Regions from separate parts of the Mus musculus genome. Here region 2 is linked to region 1. The links are chromatin contacts, called in public HiChIP or PLAC-seq maps. All regions are on one chromosome and are shown on one strand. Each heading gives the region's core, a stretch centred on a gene start, on an enhancer-like site or on the middle of the called end of the contact. The rest is flanking DNA. Distances are from core to core; before and after follow the strand shown.

Region 1 (4,708 bases), core at 1,025-3,524:
GGAGCCTGAACAAGGAGGGAAATTTGTTTGGAACCTTCTAGAATACCCAGTGAGAAGAATCTGAATGAGTTACTCTTAAGATGTAGCGCTTAGCTATTTAGAGGACCTTTCACAATGTCCAGACACAGTTTTAGTTCCCACAATGTGGAGACATCTTCTAGACCAGGGATGTTAACATTAGCAGTATACAGGAAAGTTTCTCTGTCTCTGTCTCTGTCTCTCTCTTTCTCTCTCTCTCTGTCTCTGTCTTTGTTCCCTCAAATGTCAGTAGTACCATGTCTGAGAAACTCTGTCCTTCATTCTCCATTAAAAAGACAGGGACAGACACAGGACACAGAAAGACAGGGCCAAAAACCTTATCAAGTGTGGGAGATCAGGACCAGGCTTTTCTGGCAAAAGGTGAGTATTCTTTTCTGAGAGACACTGAGCTAAGTAAGAGATGATGATGCCTGGGAGACAGAAAGGGTAGGAAGCCAATGAATAGATGAAACATCTTCTGTAAGAGCCATCTCGGAAAGTAATTGCATAGAATGTGGGGATGTGTGAAGAGCGTACCGGTTTGGCTGAAGTAGGCTTATCCCTGTCTGGGTGTTGCACCAATCTGTGCACAGATGGCTGGCTGGAAATGTTGGGGAAGCATCTGCTGCCCGGGCTGGTTATTACACTTGTACCAGAAATGTGTCAATTGTCTTTTTGCAGGAGCGGATACAGGCAGATGAAGTGATTGCCATCTTGGATCAAGAACAGCGCGGGAAGCATGGACTGAATATTAACCCCAAAGATGAGCTATAGAAAAGAGAGTGCTCTATTGAATATTTATTTAAATAGATGATCTTATGAGAACCTTTTTATTTTTGTACAGAGCCGTAGTATAAATTAACAGGATACTAAGAGTCGTTAGATTTCTCCCCCTGTTCCCAACTTCGCTTCATTTGCTTTCTTCTGGTCTTCATTGTTTTGCTTCAGTTCATCATTCAGAGCCCATTCACACCCTCAAGCACACACCGCACTGAGTCACAACACCCACACTCTTCATGTCACACCAGTAAACATGCAACAGAATTTACACTACAGAAGTGCACACAGGCCATGTACACATGGCACAAACTCCCAAATACGCCACACATACATAAGACAAACATAAACATACAGAAACACATACCACCCAGATACACAAACACTACATGGCACACACACACACACACACACACACACACACACACACACACACACACACACAGTTACTTTGCAGCATATTCAGAATATCAACATGATCAGCCTGCACTCAGCACCCCACAGCTAGAGTGTGCCCCGAGGTCTAAAGATAGGATGTGAATTGGTCTCAGGCTTCTATGGTTTGCTGCCTTTCCCCCATCACCTTTCATGGTTCCATTGGCTGAGAGTTCAGACTCTTCACAGCAAGTTTGCCTTGTGTCTACAGGAGCTCCCAGGACACAGTCTGCCAAGTCCCAAGAATCACAGAGAACAGCATCTTTCAGGCTTGAGGAAGCCACCACTGGATTAAGGACTATGGCACGGGGTCCCCTTGGGTAGAATGTTAGGACTGGTGTTTTCAAATGAAGTTCTGATTCCCCTCCACAGTGCTCTGTAAGAGGGGACACCTAAACAGGGGTTCCAGCAGTGTAGGTTCACCCCCAGTGGTGATGGAAGAATGAATACCTTAAATTGCCCTGCCCTAGGCACTATTGCTGCTGGAGAGGGGCTCCTGCTGGTATAAATTCAGAGCTGTTTCTCACAGGCTGCACCTCAATGGCTTCTGTTGGGCAGCCTCCTCTTCCTGCTGCTGTCAGCTCACACAGGCATGCTGTGTCTGAAGTGTTTAATAAAGGGATCCTTGTTACAGAACTTGTCTTCCGATGCACACCTATTTTATCTTCCAATGATGTTTTTGTAACTATCTGGGACAACCCAGGAACACATGGACCATGACAACTCTGCCAGCAGACAGTGGTCTGCAAGAAAGTGGGTAACTTGCTTTGGAGGGAACAAGACTGGCTAGCGAGCTGGAGTGTTAATTCAGAGAACTCAAAGACTTCGGGGTTCACTGCAAAGGCTCTGCTCTCAGACCACACCCACTGTTGCAATGTGCTCCAGTAAAGGGGGAGGTTCACTTTCTGCCACTTGTGATCTGGTTAGGGCTAAGAAGACTTTGCTCGGTGGAACTGAGAAATTCAACTTCAGTGCTGTGTGCTGTTGGCCTACCACTGCCAAACCAGAATTCAGGATGTATCTCTGCCGTGGAAGACTGGGCAAAGCTCTCAATTCCCGGGTGACCTAAAGCAACTAACTCGCTTCCTCTTTCTGGACTCCAGTTCCTCTTCTGAAAATGGTGTCATTCATTATAATTGTTTCCAAAACCCTATGCCTTCCTCAAGATTCAAACTGAACATAAACCAATAGCAAGACTAATATTAGAAATATTAAAAAATACAAGCAAGTTTTTTTCTGCTAACATCTGAGAGTGGCAAGTGACGTCACCACAGGGCTACTACAGGGCTATGAAACTTTTACCCCGACTTTAGGGTTGACAGTTCGTGATATGTGAAGCAGTTAATTTGTTTGCTCTTCACTGCAAAGCACTTGCTGGCACAAAAACTCCATGATAGACAGATCTGGGCAAGGATCTAATTTCTGTTTTCTGGTTACAAGACATCAACAAAGAAATCAGACCTTGGCTCTGCACAGTTCTTGTTTCCTGGGTGCGCTCGTGCCCTGGGAGAGGCAGCAGCTTCAGCACAGAATGTGCCATCCAGCCCATAGAAAGTGGGTAAGCGCCTCAGTAGATGCCGCCACTGTTGTGTGCGATCCCATCGTGTGTCACGCTGACAGCAGGGAGTGGTTGTTCCCGTTCTGCTGGTTGGCCATGTTGCTTTACACCTGGAACATCGAAGATCTACTAAAGCATTCATTTTTTTAATCTGCTCCACATCAAACCATGCATAATTTCATTCAAATATTTAGGGAGTGCCATCGAATGACTTAGGAAAGCCAAACTCAGAAATTAGAGTCTATATGTTAAATAGTCCTGTTTGCAAATAAGTGGAAAATCCCATTCGAATATTTGTAGTTATAAGGGCTGAAGAAAGCCAAAGAGATTACAATCCAGTTGCCTCTTTCACTTTGGGCAAAAACTGAGGCTCCGACATGATGCTGTGATGACTGAGTTAGAGCAGACAGGAGTAGGACTGAAGCCACCGCTGTTGGAATAGGGGATGCAAGAATGCCTTGCCTGTGAGGCTGAAATCTAGATGCAGGGCTCCCTCTACCTAGAGAATTTGTACGTTTACCTCTTTGGCCAAAGATGGAACTTGCCTCTCTCATCCATGCCTCTGCAGGTCTAGATCCTTCCACCAGGGCCACCTTTTCCCTTGTTTACACACATGGACCCTAAGCTCACAGCAGAGTAAATAACAAAGTCTTACTTTTTTATCACTTAAGGACCATTTGTCCTTTCCTTTTTCAAAGTTCTATATTTCAAAGGCTGGTTTTCATCATCATAATACTGTATCGAACAGATATAACACTAAATATGGTCTTTCCTGGAGAATGCACATATGTTCTAAGCATGGGATACAATGCCCATTTAACAGTGGAAGACAAAGAGAGCCATGAACACTGTAATGACTGCCTGTAGACACTTCCTTGACTTAAGAGCATGGAGCCAGAGGAAGAAGCAAGATCTTACCAGAGAAAAGCAAAACCATCTGAGAACTGTTGCTCTCTACACCATCTGCCCAGGCCTAACTAATTTGCTAACAGGAAAGGTTTGCTTTTCTAGAATCACACAAACTCTTTTTCTTTTCCACCTAATAGCTGTGAGACAGCATGCATCTCCTTCTGTTCCATGAGATACATCGGACCCAAGTCCCTAATTCAACTTGCTTCCAGTTCCTTCATGAGACATACCTAGTGCGCAGCAACCCCCATGACAGTCATAGAGATCATGAGGGAATCATGGATGGTGTCTTTTTGCTGCCCCTCAAAGATAGAGATTGTCTTTGACTTAAACGTACCATGGACTGACCTAGGACAGTGCAACCTGGGATGTGAAGTACCTTTCTGTACAGCCTGCCTCTCAGCTGACAAGGACTTCTCCGTTTTCCTGGCTTCTCATCATTCGCACAATAAGTAACATTTCTTTGGCATGTACTCAGCTGAAGAGAAGCCACGGAATGAGTCAGTTCCATTTAATAATTTATACCTATGAATTTTAATTGAAGTACAAATGCTGAATTATTTCACAGAAGACAGCCACAGGGAACAACTCCCTCAATGACGTCAAGGAAGGAGTAATGGGGCCACCTCAGAAGCTCCTCATGCCAAAGCATTAAGTATTCGGAGGAAGCTGACATTGTTGTAGCTGGAAAGTGGGGAAAAGGAGACCAGTCCCACACACTGAACTCTTAGAGGGAAAGAGGAGCCATTTGGCAAAAATTCCAAACTACAAGACCCTGGGTTTCTTCCACCTATCGCCAAGAAGCCTGTGGAATGACGTTACCCTCTCACATGGTCCCAGCAGCCCACCCTCAAATCTTCTGCTCCCGGACAATTTGATGTTTTCAATTGGAGATGCAGGGTCTGGTTTGTTTTTACCTGGTTAATAGCTTCGGATGCATGGAGACAAGTCGTGTCAACCACCTTTGAGCTCACTGCTGGGCTGGAACAGTGGCCCTGTGAGACTGTCAAA
Region 2 (4,708 bases), core at 842-3,341, 390 kb before region 1:
CTTAGGAGAAAAGCACCAAGTGTATGCAGCAAAAGTCTGTATGAGAGTGACCTTAGATCTTATAACTGAAGCTCCATCATGCCTGTATGGGGTCTCCCAGGCTTTCTGTGTATTATGTATTAGAAGATGATTTAAAGAATCCAGGTTCTTCCTTACCTTCAGAGATGACCTCATTTGAGTCTGTTCCTATTTTTGCTTTGTTTTGTTTTGTTTTGAGTAGGCCTTTCCCTCTCCCTCTCCCTCTCCCTCTCCCTCTCCCTCTCCCTCTCCCTCTCCCTCTTTCTCTCTTCCATCTCTCCCTCTCTCCCTCTCTCCCTCTCCCCTTCTCCCTCCCTCCCTCTCCCTCTCCCCCTCTCCCTCCTCCCCCCTCCTCCCTCTCCCCTCCCCCTCCTCCCTCCCCCCTCCCCTTCCCTCTCCCTCTTTGATGACTTATTTATTTTATTTTTTGCTCATTTGTGTTCTTCTTACATGCATGTCTCTGGGATGGCATCAGATCCCCTGGAACTGGAAGTACAGATAGCTGTGAGCTGCCATATAGGTGCTAGGAATTGAACCCTGGTCCTTCAGAAAAAGAACCATGCTCTTAACTGCTCAGCCACTCTTCAGCCCCTGCCTTTCTCTTTTAATCCAGTAACTTCTAAGCAAAGAACGATTACTTTCTTAATAGCTATCTTAATAAGAGATCTAGAATGTGATTTCATTAGTTCAACCTGGTTATATGTTTATACTAACATAATCAATACTCATTAACTTATTACTAATCATTATTTTATATCTACTAAGTGACAAAATTTGTCTAGACATGTTACAATAAGAACTAAAATTAAAAAATTGAAGTCCCTTGTTTATAAAATCTTCATTCTCATGGGACAATCAGGCCTTGGGACAATCACATACTCTTGCATGTGACTAAAAAATACTCTTTTTTTATGCTTATCATATTACACAGATAAAGAAAGCAGGGGGATGGAGTAGAGTGTACCAAAGGCATATTTTGTATGATCAGCCTTTGCTGATACACAAAGTTTGGGATTCTCTTGGGAGGAACAAGGCAAATTTAGGAGACTTGCTTGCTTCTCAGGGTGGATAGCAGCTGTCATAGGAGACAGGAAGAGATGTACAACCCAAGAATAGGGAGGGAAATACCAACAGATCTTATTTTAACTCAGTTGGAAATACAGAGACTAGGTATCAGCAGGGTATTGAAAGGATCACCTAAGCTAAATCTACAAAGGTTGCCATTGTTGTCACATAGACAAAAGGCTGTGGGAGCTAAGACTGAAAGGGTAAGGTCCCCTGAGAATTGTTCTAATGGCCCAGGTGAGGCATGTCATGATTCCACAGAGCTGCCAAAGAGAAATGGTCAGATTCGAAAGATTCTGAAGACAGAGTCAACAGCATCTGCTGATGGGGTAAATGTCCTTCAGAAAGAAGAACAAAAGTCAGATGACTCTAATTGCAATGAAGTAAAGGGGTAAAACTGTGTGATGATTCACGAGGACACTGTTCCCCTACCTGGCACATGGTAAAGATTTCTGTAGTTCTGCTAGGAATAAGAGATAGACTAATGCTCTTGGCTCAGAGCTGAGGGTGGGTGGTAGAGGTACAATCCCAACCACACTCACAAAAGTGAAGTAGGTAGGGTATCTCAGACAAACCACAGGGTGCTGCTATTGAAAGAGGAAGCAGACACTAGACACACAAGATTGCAGAAGTGGTCTAGCAAAACCTTTCTGAAGCTTCCCTTCAGTTCTGTAAGTACTGGTCTTCAGAGATAACTGAAACAAGGAGTCTGCCAATGTAGCCAGGTAGTACACTTGTGGGGTGGGATTAGCAAGACCAAGGTCACCCTCAGCTACATGGCAAATTCAACCAAATCTGGATTTTATGAGACCTTTTCTTTAAAAAATAAACAAATAAAAAAAACCCTGTGCAAGTTATTCACTCAATGTTTTAACCATCGGGCCTAGAAAGTATTTAAATGTAGTTATCTCCAGGTATAAAAACAAGCCTGACTTTCAATCAAACACTTTTTTGGGATTACTGTCCCTAGTTACAGAATTGCTGTTAAATATTAACAAGAGTGTGGAGGGAGAGTCAGGGAATGAGTTGAGAGTCTTCAGTTATTTTTTGTCAGTGACCAAATATCTCTATCTCTCTCTCTCTCTCTCTCTCTCTCTCTCTCTCTCTCTCTCTCTCTCTCTCTCTCTCTCTCCCTCCCTCCCTCCCTCCCTCCCTCCCTCTCTCAGCTGGCCTGTGGCATTCCTTGTTTTGGAGTGTGCTCAGCAGCTTATTCTGTCTGGAATTTCCTTTCTTATATCAATCTCTGCATCTGCAAGCTTTGTAAGATGTGATTCTAGCACCAGAAGCTCTTTGTTTGTTTCCCTTAATATTCCATACATAGCAGAGATTCCTTAAGGGGATTCACATGTGCTTGTCAAGGATCCAGTTCTTTAAATCTACTTCCTTTATTACAGCATGTTCAATGTCAGCATACACCCAAGTAAATCCTTTTATTTGTCTAGTTCTTAAAAAATTAAAGGCATGATTTTTAAATTTTTAACGTTTTTATTAATTCTTTGAGAATTTCATACAATGTATTTTGGTCCCATTCATTCCCCATAACTCTTTCCAGATCTATACCAACCATCCCTACTTTGTGTCCTTCTAAATTCTTTTAAACAACAACTACTTTTCCCCTCATTTAATTGCATTCAATTGTTTTCTGCTATATACTCCTGGGGTGTTGGCCCTGACCATGTTGGACCAGGAGCCACATCTTTAAAGAAAATTGACTCATTTTTCTTCAAAACAAACCATCAACTGCCCAGAGTCCCTCTGTTAGGAGTTGGGGCCCATGATCCCCTCCCATTCCATGTTTATAGGCTTGATCTTCTGTAACTCTCATACAAACAACTTGTCCTAGATCTTCTTTCTATTGCTGTGCTGAAACACCATAACCAAAAGGAAGTCATACAGAAAAGGATACACTTGTACAACATCACTGAAGGAAGCCAGGATTGGAACTCTACTAAAACAGAAATCTGCTGCAGTCAGGAACTGGTGCAGAGACCATGGAGGAGTGATGCTTACTGGCTTACTCTTTATTCCTTGTTCATTCTGTTTTCTCATAGAATTCAAAACCACTAGCCCAGGGATGACACTACCCACTATGGGCTGGACACACCCCCATTGATCACTAAATAAGAAAATACCCTTGAGTCTTGCCTGTTGCCTGATATTATGGAGGCATTTTCTCAACTGAGGCTCCCTTCTCTCAGATGACTCTAGCTTGAGTCAAGTTGACATAAAGCTATCTAGCATGCAACCATGAATGCTGTAAGTCCATGAAAACAATCGGTGGCCCTGCCATGACCAGAAAGCACCATTTGGCTCCAGCCCTCCCTTACCTCTTTCTGATCTTTCTGCTGTCTCTTCTGTGACATTCCCTGAACCTCGAGGGCGATGGCATGATATTAACATTCCACTTCTGGCTGATTACTCTGCTGATACTTATTCTATGCACATTGATCAGTTGGGAATTTCTCCATCAACTCTTATCTAATCCAGAAGGAACCTTTTCCAATGGGATCTCAGAGCTGTGCTAATCTATGAGGGATACAAATTTAGAGGGCATATTGACACTATGTCCATTTAGGAGAATAATAGTGGTAGGTTCACTCTGGGCATTGTCAGCTCTCCAACCATGTGTTCCTGACCAGATTTACAGTGCCAGGCAAATGTTAAGAGGACCTAATATCTGATCAGAAAGCCATGAATTTTTCACAGTAACATCTGTGTTGCTATTGTAACCCATATCTTAAGTGGGTTTCAATAGCAATCTTAAGTTGTAACTTGGATGTGTAAGATTATTGATGACCATCGCTCTTACAACAGCTTACATAGCATCTTTCATTATTGTGAAAGATAGCCAGCAGCAAGTACAAACTTTATTCCTCCAACATCAAGAGGACACGTTTAGAAGAAAATGAACAAGGAGAAATTGGTAACCCAGGGAACTACTATTCACATCTGAGATTTAGTTTCTTTTAGAGTAAAATTGGTTTACAAAGTCAGTTTCCATGGAGCTATTTATAACCCTTTGCTTTGATTTGCTCTGATCTGCATCCTTGCCTAACTATTTCCATGCCCAATACTCTCCTGTCTACTTTCTTATCATCTGTATTCTTCTATGTGTTCTCCATTAAGGTCCACCTCAGTGGCTTCCAATGAACATCCAAGTTAAACACATAGATATACCAGTTAAACACTAGGATATACACATTTAAGAGAGAGTGTGTAAAGTTTGTCTCTATTCAGCTAGGTTATCTCACTCAGGTTGATCTTTCCAGTCATCTATTCATTTACAAATTTTATACTTTTTACACATGAATAAAATTTATTTTTATGTATATGTATGTAGTATGTATGTATGTATGTATGTATGTATGTATGTATGTATGTATTTAGGAATGCACCACATTTTCATTGTCCATTCACCAGTTGATCAACATCTAGGCTGATTTTATGTCCTAGCCATTGTGATTAGAACTGTTACAGAAATATATATATATATATATATATATATATATATATATATATATATATATATGATGTAGGATACAGTATCCTTTTAGTGTGTGCCCAGGAACAATGCAGATGATCATATGTTGCCTCATTTATAGCTTTCTAAAGAACTTCCAGACTT

The links. HiChIP or PLAC-seq counts read pairs in DNA pulled down with a chosen protein or histone mark.
Region 2: a contact with region 1 is called in an H3K27ac HiChIP or PLAC-seq map of microglia, with 4 times the contacts expected there. The contact joins two enhancer-like sites. A contact is called at or near these places in 1 of 39 promoter capture datasets (second pharyngeal arch cranial neural crest), 2 of 484 Hi-C or Micro-C datasets (cerebellum and erythroblasts) and 2 of 115 datasets of contacts at active chromatin or transcription factors (bone marrow-derived dendritic cells and microglia).

What each region holds. Positions count from the first base shown.
Region 1 is chr16:25,956,442-25,961,149 of GRCm38.p6, reverse strand. It overlaps P3h2 (prolyl 3-hydroxylase 2), which reads left to right. Exons shown (of 15, transcript NM_173379.3): 15 at 700-1,866. The coding sequence ends at 792. Among named protein-coding and RNA genes, the nearest start is that of P3h2, 150 kb to the left of the region's middle. Within about 2 kb of position 2,274, at least 67 of the 459 cell types and tissues checked have an H3K27ac peak or open chromatin away from gene starts, as enhancers often do. A contact at or near this core is called in microglia, where this site is marked.
Region 2 is chr16:26,345,989-26,350,696 of GRCm38.p6, reverse strand. No RefSeq gene overlaps it. Among named protein-coding and RNA genes, the nearest start is that of Cldn1, 23 kb to the left of the region's middle. Within about 2 kb of position 2,091, at least 31 of the 459 cell types and tissues checked have an H3K27ac peak or open chromatin away from gene starts, as enhancers often do. A contact at or near this core is called in microglia, where this site is marked.